Linked DNA regions of Muntiacus reevesi: region 1 is linked to region 2. Evidence: chromatin contacts called from public Hi-C data. All regions are on one chromosome and are shown on one strand. The core of a region is the stretch at or near the end of the contact, and the rest is flanking DNA. Distances in the headings are between cores, read along the strand shown.

What was found. A called contact is a pair of places that touch in the nucleus more often than the background predicts.
Region 1: a contact with region 2 is called in a Hi-C map of blood, with 5 times the contacts expected there. The contact joins the promoter of MXD1 here to the promoter of TIA1 in region 2. A contact is called at or near these places in 2 of 3 Hi-C or Micro-C datasets (blood and muscle).

Annotation. Positions count from the first base shown.
Region 1 is chr3:36,846,952-36,852,594 of mMunRee1.1, reverse strand. It overlaps MXD1 (MAX dimerization protein 1), which reads left to right and starts at 3,162. Exons shown (of 6, transcript XM_065928996.1): 1 at 3,162-3,211.
Region 2 is chr3:36,558,278-36,564,307 of mMunRee1.1, reverse strand. TIA1 (TIA1 cytotoxic granule associated RNA binding protein) reads right to left here and starts at 1,741. Exons shown (of 12, transcript XM_065928976.1): 1 at 1,459-1,741. The coding sequence starts at 1,484. TRNAG-CCC (transfer RNA glycine (anticodon CCC)) reads right to left here and starts at 2,091; the gene lies at 2,021-2,091. It also overlaps the pseudogene LOC136163964.

The sequences.
Region 1 (5,643 bases), core at 1,913-4,412, 290 kb before region 2:
TCAGTCACTCAGTCATGTCTGACTCTTTGTGACCCTATGGACCACAGCACGCTAGGCCTCCCTGTCCATCACCAACTCCCGGAATTTACCCAAACTCATGTCCATTGAGTTGGTGATGCGATCCAACCATCTCGTCCTCTGTCGTCCCCTTCTCCTCCTGCCCTCAATCTTTCCCAACATCAAGGTATTTTCCAATGAGTCAGCTCTTCGCATCTGCCCAAAGTATTGGAATTTCAGCTTCAATATCAGTCCTTCCAATGAACACCCAGGACTGATCTCCTTTAGGATGGACTGGTTGGATCTCCTTGCAGTCCAAGGGACTCTCAAGAGTCTTCTTCAACACCACAGTTCAAAAGCATCAATTTGTCGATGCTCAGCCTTCTTTATAGTCCAACTCTCACATCCATACATCACCACTGGAAAAACCATAGCCTTGACTAGATGGACCTTTGTTGACAAAGTAATGTCTCTGCTTTTTAATGTGCTGTCTAGGTTGGTCATAACTTTCCTTCCAAGGAGTAAGCGTCTTTTAATTTCATGGCTGCAATCACCATCTGCAGTGATTTTGGAGCCCCCAAAAATAAAGTCAGCCACTATTTCCACTTTTTACCCATCTATTTGCCACGAAGTGATGGGAGCGGATGCCATGATCTTAGTTTTCTGAATGTTGAGCTTTAAGCCAACTTTTCACTCTCCTCTTTCACTTTCATCAAGAGGCTCTTTAGTTCCTCTTCACTTTCTGCCATAACGGTGGTGTCATCTGCATATCTGAGGTTATTGATATTTCTCCCAGCAATCTTGATTCCAGCTTGTGCTTCTTCCAGCCCAGCATTTCTCATGATGTCCTCTGCATATAAGTTAAATAATCAGGGTGACAATATACAGCCTTGACATACTCCTTTTCCGATTTGGAACCAGTCTGTTGTTCCATGTCCAGTTCTAACTGTTGCTTCCTGACCTGCATACAGGTTTCCCAAGAGGCAGGTCAGGTGGTCTGGTATTCCCATCTAAATAAAAAACACCTTGGGAGAAATCAGAAGGTAGGGAAAAAAAACAAAAATCACCTATAATCTACCCCCAGAATGTTAACATTTTGGTATTTATATTTCCAGGCTCCTATGGGTGTATATTTCTTGCCCCTAGCCAAAGAGACCGGATGCTGCTTTCTTTGCTAATCCTTTTTCTCCCGTGTACTGTGAACATCTGTTAAATGCTGTTATAAATTCTTTGGAAACTTAGGTTTTAGTAGCTACTTGGTTATACTGTAATTTATTAACTAATCTTTTATTGGTGAACATTGGCTTCCCTTCAAGATTTGCTGTTATAATTAAAGCTATGAGTAGATTATTTAGGAGTAAGGGGAAAAAAGCAAAACACAACACCCATGAAGTAGTATCCCTGTTGCATGTATCTTTTTGTACTTGTTGCCTTATTTGCTCCTGTTTAGTTCTTGGAGGTGGCATTGCTGGGTGAGAGAAAGGTGCATGCTTTACCCTTTATGTGCATGCTTAAGGCTTTTGATACATGTATGGTTAGAAGGCTAACACCTAAGCATCACCAGTAAAGTATGAGCATTCCTGTTTTGTATACGTGTGCCAGTATTGAATGTTTGGGTTTTTTTTTTAGGCTTCCAGTCTGATGGTTAAAATAATGGTATTTGGTTTTGTTTAGTTTCTAAGGAAGTGTATGTTTTTAGAATGTATTAGCCATGTATATTTCTTTTGTGAAATACTAATTTCAAACCTTGGCTCCATTTGTCTTTCAGCAAACTTTTCTTTTTCTTATTTGAGGGAATCTCCTTTTCTAATGACCATTGCCTATTCTGTGTCCTGTCTCACTGATATTTGAGGCTTTGTGGCTAGATTTTTAATTTGGCGGGGGGTGGGGGGGAGTGTTGAGTAACCAATATAAACACATGGAACACAATATGATGTGCTAACTGCATCCTTTTGGAGATATTCCATGAATACATAAGCATATAATTTATATGTTATACGTGTCTTTTATTACTCAAATTTAAGCAAACTTTACACTCTATTTTGCACCTATTTTTTCACTTACTACCACATCTTAAGATTGTTTCTTATCAGAGTAGGTAATATTCAGTTCAGTTCAGTCACTCAGTTGTATCTGACTCTGCAACCCCGTGGACTGCAGTTCGCCAGGCTTCCCTGTCCATCCCCAACTCCTTTTCTAATGATTTTATTTATTTTATTTTTGGGTAGGCTGGGTCTTTTTGCTCTGCAGGCTTTTTGTCTAGTTGCAGAGAGTGGGGGCTACCCTGTAGTTGTGGTGCATGGGCTTCTCGCTGCAGTGGCTTCTCTTGTGGAGCACAGGCTCCAGGACCCCTGCACAGGCTTCAGCAGTTGTGCCTCTGGGGCTCCAGAGCACAGGCTCAATAGTTGTGGTGCACAGGCTTATCTGCTCCACGGCACACGGGATCTTCCCGGATCAGGGATCAAACCTGTGTCTCTGTCGTTGGCAGGTGGATTCTCTTCCACTGAGCCATCAGGGAAACCTTATTGCCTCTTTTTAAGGGTAGCAATTATGGTTGGTTAGATGCGCCACATCAGCTGTCAGCCTGTAGTACCCACTGCACAAGTGTCGCTCCCCCAAGCAGTTGGGTTATTTTGCTTAGACTTTTTGCCGAATGAGTTGAGTAGATTCCCATATCCTGACCCTCCGAAATACAGCCTATCTGTAAAGTATCTGCGATAAGGACTGTTTCTGATCACATTTGTGCACATCTAAAGAAAAGCACACCCAGTTGTCTTATTGGGAAGCTAAAATTTCTGGAATGAAATAATATGCTCCAAATCAAACAATGGGTATTTAGATTGTCATTTTAGTGTGGTGTTCGGTATGATTGTCATTTCAGCACACTAACTTGAGATCCTCAAGGCAGCATACTTTGTAAAGAAATAATCTGAGAATACCTAATAGAGCAATAGGTTCACTCTCTGTGAGCTAACACCAAAGAAAAGGAAGAGGAAGAAATCTTTAAAGATCTAGAGATGAGATCAAGTCTTGCTTTGAAGGAACTTTTATCCATCAGATCATCTGATTCTGTAAGAATAACAAAGATGGAGCATTCTTGTCTTCTTCTAACAGGCTGCCCCTCTCCGAAGACATAAATTCTGCCAAATCTTCTAAGTATCCAAATGTCAGAGTGCTCCAGGGCCCAACCCCTAGACTCTCCTGTCTGCCTCTGGTGAGTTATCCCTTCACAAAGCGTCAAATGTCTTCTGCCGTGGCTCTTCATTGTGTACTTCTAGCCTTACTGTTTCACTGAATTCCAGTCTTGTAGATGTATTTGGATTAGTAGGCACCTCAAATTTAAGATGAAATGACTTCTCATTTCCCTGCCCTGTCATCTTCTCTCAGGCTTCCCCATCTCAGTGAGTGGCCTGTCCATTTACACCTTTGCACAGAGCGAAACTCCCTAGGCTCATCCTTCGCTCCTCTCTTTCTCCTGTGTGGCACATTTGATTCATTAGAAATCCCTTCAGCTCTAACAGTATATTTTGAATCCAACAACTTTTTTCCCCCATATTTATTGGGATATAATTGACAAATTCAAGTTTAAGATATTTAAAGTGTATATTGTGGTGATTAGATGTACATCAAATCTGACCATTTTTCACCCACCTATACTAACAGAAGCCATCTCTAATAGATTTCCTTCCCTCCCTTCTGCCTCAGTTTATTCCCTACCTAGCAGCAGAGTGAACCTTATAAATGTACATCTGGTCATTGCTTCTGCCTCTGATGGCTTTCTATCATTTAGAGTGAAGACCAGTCCTTATTGTGGGTCAACACATCTGTATAGTTCGGACCGTGGCTTCCTGCAGCCTCACCCCTTGCTACTGCACGCAGCCACACTACTTGCCTCTTTGCTGTTCCTTAAAAATAGATATATATCTACCTTAAGAGTCTTCCTACTTGCCTTTCCTCCTGGAATATCCCTCCTCTCCCTCCTCCCACCTTTCAGATTTACATGGTTAGCTTCTTTATATTGTTCAGGTCACTGCTTAAAATAAGGTCATTCCTGACTACCTTGTCCAAAACAGCAGCCTCCCCTTCGCTCTCTATCCTTTTACCCTGTCTTACTCTTTTTTATTTAGCTTATTTTATTTATTTATTTTATTAGCTTTTTTTAAATTGAAATAAAATTCAACCTATTAAAGTATATCATTTCAGAGACTTCCCTGGCGGTCCAGTGATGAGGACTCTGCACTAACTTGCAGGAACTAAGATCCCACAAGCCCCATGTGGCATGGCCAGAAATAAATAAAAATATACCAGTCAGTGGTTTTAGTATATTGACAGAGTTATGTGTTTATTGCCAGTAATTCTAAAATATTTTCATCATCCCCAAAAGGAACTCCATGCTCATTAACAGCTGCTTCTCATCCCTCCCCATCCATCTTACCCTCCACCCCAGAAACCGCTAAATGTACTTTGTCTTTAAAGGTATATCTATTCTGGACATTTTCATGTAAATGAACATTTCAAATGGATGGAATCACACAATATGTGACATTTTGTGTCTAGCTTCTTTTGCATAGCAGTGTTTTCCAGATTCATTCATCTTGTGTCATAAACAGTACTTAAAGGGCTTCCCAGGTGGCTCAGTGGTAAAGAACCCGCCTGCCAATGCAGAAGACAGACTTGGGTTCAATCTCTGGGTTGGGAAGATCCCCTGGAGGGGGAAATGGCAACCCACTCCAGGATTCTTGCCTGGAGAATCCCACGGACAGAGGAGCCTGGCAGGCTACAGTCCATAGTGTTGCACAGAGCCAGACATGACTGAAGGGACTTAGCGCACACACATCCCTTTTTTATAGTTTATAATACTCTGTTCTGTGGATGTGTGTGCTTGCTCAGTCGTGTCCGACTCTTTGCAACTCCATGGATGTAGCCAGCCAGGCTCCTTGTCAATAGAATTTCCCAGACAAGACTACTGGAGTGGGTAGCCATTTCCTTCTCCAGGGGATCATCCCGACCCAGGGATCAAACCCAATTCTGTCTCCAGCATTGGCGGGTGGGTTCTTTACCACTGTGCCACCTGGGAAGCCCCCACATGTCACATTGTAATTTATAATTCATCAGTTGATGGGAATTTGGGTTGTTCCACTTTTTTGGCTATTATGAATAATGCTACTATGGACATTTGTATCCAGGTTTTGTATGAACAAATGTTTTCAGTTCTCTTGGGTATATAGCTAGGAGTGCTATTACTGGGTTATATAGTTAAACTCCATGTTTAACTTTTTGAAGCACTGTCTGTTTTCCAAAGCAACCACACTATTTTATATCCCACTAGCAATTTGTGAGGCTTCCAGTTTCTCCACATCCTCTGCAGTTTCGTTTTCCTTATAGTCGATCAGTGCCTGACACACTCTGTATTACTGTCTCTGAACTTTCAGAAGCAGGGCTTCTGTCTTGTTAGCTGCTGCAGCCCCAGCACCACAAGTGCCTGGTACCCAGTAAAGCACTCAACGAATACCTGTACCTGAATGTAATCTAGTGACATTTCTTCACTTAAGGACTTCTCAGTGTTGTTTTTCTTTTTTTTTTTTTTTATTGGAGTATAGTTGATTTACAATGTTGTGTTAGTTTCTGCTCTTCAGCAAAGTGAAT
Region 2 (6,030 bases), core at 492-2,991:
TTTGAAATAAGAACCTTGAAGACATTATAATATAAAAAGACAGGCAGTTTCTTAATCTAGTATGCTGTTGGATATCATACTTGTAGTGAAGAGGCAAAAGGGAAAAAAGAGTTCCATAAACTCTATGGGGTTAACGATTTTTTGTTTTTAGGGAGTACTCATCTACAGATACAATATTACAAAAAACAAAAGTCACGTGCTGATTGCTGCATCCTAGTAAAAAGACACTAAAGGTCACTAACATGAGATAAACTAGCAAAAAATTCTATTTATTAAGAAAAGAGTGACTATATTTCTCATAGATTAAAAAACGAAACTTTTTTGGCGCTGAAAAAAATAATTGACTACATTGTATTTCTTAACAACTATAATATCCAGAGTTGCAAAAAGAAACCTAAGAGTGTATTTTTTTTTTTTTTAAAGCAGAGGGTTCTCAAATTGCCAATATTCTAAGAATAAAAATAAGAAAGCTACGTCAAAATTTGGACTTTTTCTTATTTTCGAGGAAAGCAACAAAGGCAGGATCACCTCATCGGACAGTACTTCGAAAACAAAGGAGAATGCCTGGGGCGGGGGGGAAGAGCTACGCTACAAAGAAATGATCCCAAACTAAGACCACTTAACACTACGAAAATTCACGGAAGTGACTAAATATTTTACTTAAGGTACTTATCAATTGTTGCTTCATTAAAAACTCCCCGCTCTTTCAACGACATGTCAATCACAAAAGTAGAAAGCGAAGATAAAAAAGCATTAAATCCAGTTCCCCTCAGTTGATATATACCTCCGGGCGAGAGTTCCATTTTTAAAGAGCAGTTTCAAAATCCTTAGAGGGTCCGATTTGGGGCTTTCTGATCGGGGATGGGGGGGTTGCCACAGAAAAAGAGCCAAAGAGAAGTTTAAGAAAAAACAACTGGCTTTTTCCCAGTTGGCAAGTGCGAGAATAAAGTTTACACCCCTGAAAATGAGTACACGGATTTTCAAGACAAAAATTCTTATCAATGAAAAGAAAATGAAAGAAAGAGTATCTGGAGAAAATCAAAGTAAAATGAAAGCGAGACGGCTGTAAAAATCAGGAGAGGTAAATCGAGAAGCGGGGGAGGGGATGCGGGAGAGAAAGCAAGCATGGGACAAAAAGGCTCGCCGAGTTCTAAAAAGAGGTTTGAATGAAAGTCTTTTCTCCAGGCCGAAGGCCGCCGAGGGCCTGGGACGAGGCCAAAGGCCACGCTGTAGGGGCAGTTACGGTGTACGGACTAATTTAGAGGCTGAGCCCCCTCTCCTTCCATTTCGTCCTCACTGCCTGGGTCTCGGTCCTTAGACATCCAGGTGAGCGCCAGAGAGGGTAACCGTGCTAACGCGGAGTCCACGGGGAACAATAGGCTGGGGAGCGGCGCAGAACCAAAGGCTCGCTCCGGGACGATCACCATCCCGCCCCCCTCATCGCTGCCCCAGACTCACAGAGTCTTAGGCATTTCGTCCTCCATGGCTGCTGCTGTCGCGGCGGCGCCTCCAGGTCCAGCTCCCTACCCTTTACTACCTCACAAATCTTTTGAGCGGCTATGGCTGCGGGATAGCCGGGTTTCTCGGCTGACCGGAGGTTACCCCGCCTCCTTCTTCGGCGGCAATTACACTAAACTGCCGGGCCCAGCGCGAACAATGAAGCCCCAATACAAGATGGCGGCGAGCCGGCAGCCTTGGAACAGCCAGGGAAGTGACCGGGCCGCGCAGGCGCAGAAAAATTTTGCACTTTCAACCTCCCGGCCGCCAGGCTACACCTCAGTCCATATATTAACTTGTTGCGCAGCCGTGCTTCCAACGACGCCAGGGGGTTGTCTCGGACTGCGCAGGCGTAAAGGTTAACTGTTTAATAACTTGAGTCAACATTTTTGAATTCCACCTCCAGATTCGAATGTGTCAACAGTAATTTATAGTAAAATATAAATCTTCATGGAAATGAAAAATTGTGTTTCCAGGAGAAGAAAGACTATAAAAATTACGCAAAGGGGGGACAAAAACAGCGTGCGCCGCCCGGGAATCGAACCCGGGTCGCAAGAATGGGAATCTTGCATGATACCACTACACCAGCGGCGCTGACGGAAGCTGGTCATGCTGAAATACCTTAGGACCAAGTACACGGGGACGTTCGTTCCCAAATGAAGATTTATTCATTTAAAAATAGAAGTTTACCGAGAGTCTACATTATCTGTTACTTTTCAGGTAAGAGATGATTTCGTTTCTTTCATTTTGGTACGGTTGAATGGAAGTCCCTACTTTTTCTGTATGGAAAAATCTCACTTAAAAAAAAAATGTTTTTTTTTTTTTAAATTAACGGAGTTTCCGGGAATTTCCTAGCAGTCCAGTATTTAGGACTACACGCTTTCACTGCCGAAATCAGGTTTAATCCCTGGTTCAGATCCCCCAAGTCACGCGGCGCAGCCGGAAAAAAAAAGTAAGAGTTTCATTAAGAATTTGTCTTCTTGGTGTTAACCAAATTTTTGAGCCAGGAATATATTTACAGATCTTTGAGGAATTTTTCTTTATATTTGAATTTCCTTGGTATAATCAATGTACACTGGAAAATATTTAAGAAACAGTCATTTAATACAAATCAATCCAAGAGTTCTAAACCTGAAGGAATAAGAAGATATACAAATTTTAACCTCTTCCAGGGAGGCAGAAAAATTACGTCAGTATACTCATTATGCATTTTGTATTGCATTTTAAGTTATGTAAAAATTTTTTTAAACATTGGGAAGTGTACATGCCCAAAAATGTGATGTTTTCTTTGAAGTAGCTCATTTAGACTGCAGCACTTTTAGATAATCATTTTTGAAACTGAATTTAGAATTTGTGGTACATTCTTGGGATTTTATTCAGAGACATCAAATATTAATATTTTGAGGGTGAACAATACAAATTTTTTTAATGTATAATTCAGGAATTTCCTGTGGCCTAAAAGTTATGGTTCTGGGCTTTTTTTTTTTTTACTGCCATGGCCTGGGTTCAATCCTTAGTCTGGGAACTGAGATACTGTGTACTGGCAGTCAAAGGAAAAAAAGTGTATAAAGTGTATAATCCAATGGTTTTTTAGTATATTTACAGAGGTATGCAGCCACTCTACAATCAATTTTAAAACATTTTCACCCCCCACCAAAGGAAACCCTTACCAATTAGAAGTCACTCCCAATACCCCATCTCAGTCCTCCTCCCCAATCCACTAATCTTCCCTCTCTATAGATTTGTCTGTTCTGAACATTTCACATTGTCCACAAAAAAATGATTAATGGTTAATCTAAGAAAGAAATACAGGAACCTCCTTGGTGGTCCAGTGGTTAAGACTCTGTTCCCTCATCGGGGAACTGGATCCCATGTGCCACAACTTAGAATTCAAATGCCACAACTAAAGAGGTCACAGGCCACAACTGAAAATTATATATATGTGTGTATATATATATATATATATATATATATATATATATATATATATATCTCCTGCATATGGCAACTAAGATCTGGTGCAGCCAGATATTAAATAAATTAGTAATTTTTTTTTTTTTAAAGAAATAGAGAATTTTATTCAAGCCAATTTATAATCAAGAGGCTTATAACCCGGGAACAGTCTTTCAGCAAGCTCTGAGGACTTTCTGCCCATTAGGGGTTAGTGCACAGGGCTGCCACCTGCTGCTGCTGGTGAGGGAGCTCCAGCCCTTGTGCACTGCCTTAGGAGGCCACCCTGGCCTGGCGGGCCCAGTCAATGGTGGATCTGGAGGTGGTGCCTGAGCACTCTCTGGGAAAAGAGCAATAGGTGTTTGCACTGGTCTCCTCTTTTAAGCATGACCTCATCCTTAACCTGACTCAGGAGAGGATCAAACTACTTACTGTTTGAAGCTTTCAATCAGACACTTAAGGTGATTCAGATTTACCACTTGACTAAAGTACAGTTAAACTATTGTGGTGTGCATTTTAATTGTGCAGGTTGACCAGTCTTCGGTGCAACCCATCCTGGAGTGGACAGCTCCACTGCACAGCTCTTTCAGCTCAACCTCAGAGGACTGTCTTTCTCTGTTCAGCTAGACTCATGCACCAAATTTCCCAAATATGATCCCAATTTTGCCCTTGTTCTGGCTCCTCTCCAGGTACCCCACAGAGCAACTGTGAGATGAATTTACATGTATAGTGGAAACAGCCTACAGGATACCAAGGCTCCCATGGTGCCCCTGAGATGTTTCCTGGGCATGTATGCTGAGAGTGTAGATAATCTTTGATATGGAAGTGGATCCTCAGGTTTATAACTTTGCCTACTTGCTGCAGGTTGTGGACCCAACTTATTACCAAATGGCCCTGATGCAGGTATTTGAAATCTTAGTATATTTTGGCGTTTCCTGCCAAGATGGTCTTAGCATGCTTGGCTCTCCACACAAGGTCTTCTACAAGTCAGAAGACAAGATGAAGATTCCTTCTCCTTCACCTCACAAGCAAGTTCCATCCAAGTGTAATGACTGTTGTTTTTTTTGGCTGCGCTGTCTTCCTTACAGCATGTAAACTGTCTTGTTATGGAGCACAGGCCCTAGAGCACGTGGGCTTAGTTGCCCCGGGGTATGTGGGATCTTAGTTCTCCCACCAGGGATGGAACCCATGTTCTGCTTTGGAAGGTGGATTCTTAGGTACTGGACCACCAGGGAAAGTCCCATGACTGCTTTTTAACCACTTACTCTCAGAATGAACATCTGCCTTGATGTGAATACACACAAAATGAAGAGGTTTGTCCTACATACCAGTTACCCTAGACATTATAATTTTAATATGTATCACTACAGTGAATTCAAGATTCCACTATCTGTAAAGAGAGAAAACACAGGGTCAGACAAAAACACGCATGACCTACCGCAAGTGGGTCAACATTCAGGAGCTTCTGGGCCATCCTGTGGGAAAAAAAAAAACCCTCTTGTCTTGCACAAGTCCTCCTGCCCAAACAATTCCAATCCATTTGTCTCCACGTTCTGCTTCGCCTTCAACAGATGGTCTCTGAGGTCAGGCAGAACAACCACATTGCCTTGGTGACTCTCTATGGCCCTCCAGGCCTGGTGCCCACCTGAGAACCATGGAGCTATACCCTAGGAACATCAGGACCCATGCTCCTCCATGGAACTGTGTATCACATACTATTCAGCAGGCCACCCTCTGGGTTTTCTTGGACACCTCGCCGGTGTGGAAGGGCTATTGTGATATGTTAAGGTGGGGCTCAGACTGGGTGCTCTGCCTTGAAGTAAGAGGTCCAGATATTCCTCTGTCCCCCATTCTCACCTGCTGGTGCCAACAGGGGACACAGATTACAAAGAGAAGCACAACTGTGCACCTTGATACCCGGACCCAGGAGCTCTCAGCTAACATGTGAGGAGACAGGGCTCTGTCTTTCCTGTCCCATGCACACTGGGAAAAGTCTTTCTTTTGGGACTCCTTCTGTGATTGAGGACACAGGCATTCAGGACAAGGGCAAGGTCCTGCCTTTGGACCAACATGGCCATGTGGCCCTGAAGGCAAGCAGGGAGCATGCCTATAGTCCTTAGTGGTGACTTTTTTTGCATTACATCCACATTAGTTACTTGATAAGCTGGTTGTGGCCAGGGTGGCCTACCTGTCCTTCCCCGTTTCTTTCTTGTATGTGCTCCCTGCCAGGCCTAGTAGGCACACCCAACTGTTTGAAACACAACTTTCTACCATCAAGGTGTGTGCCCAGGCCTGGTTCCCACTGCTCTTGGAGCCAGCCTGAAAGGTTGCCCGTTTCCTAACTCTTCCCCGATCTGGCTGGTAGGACTGCATGTTTCCATCCTGTTTGCCTCTTTCATTTGATGCCAAGGTTTTAGCTAAAGGCATCTTCCTTCTTTTGTGTGTGTTTCAGCATTCTGTTCTGCACTGTGAGCTTGGCTCCCCTGCCCTGACTCTGGACAGTGTCTCCTGGCTAGGTCCATTCATGGCGCAAGGCCTCTGGGGCTCAAGGAGGTCTGGGCTGCTCAGTCTCTCTGTGGGATT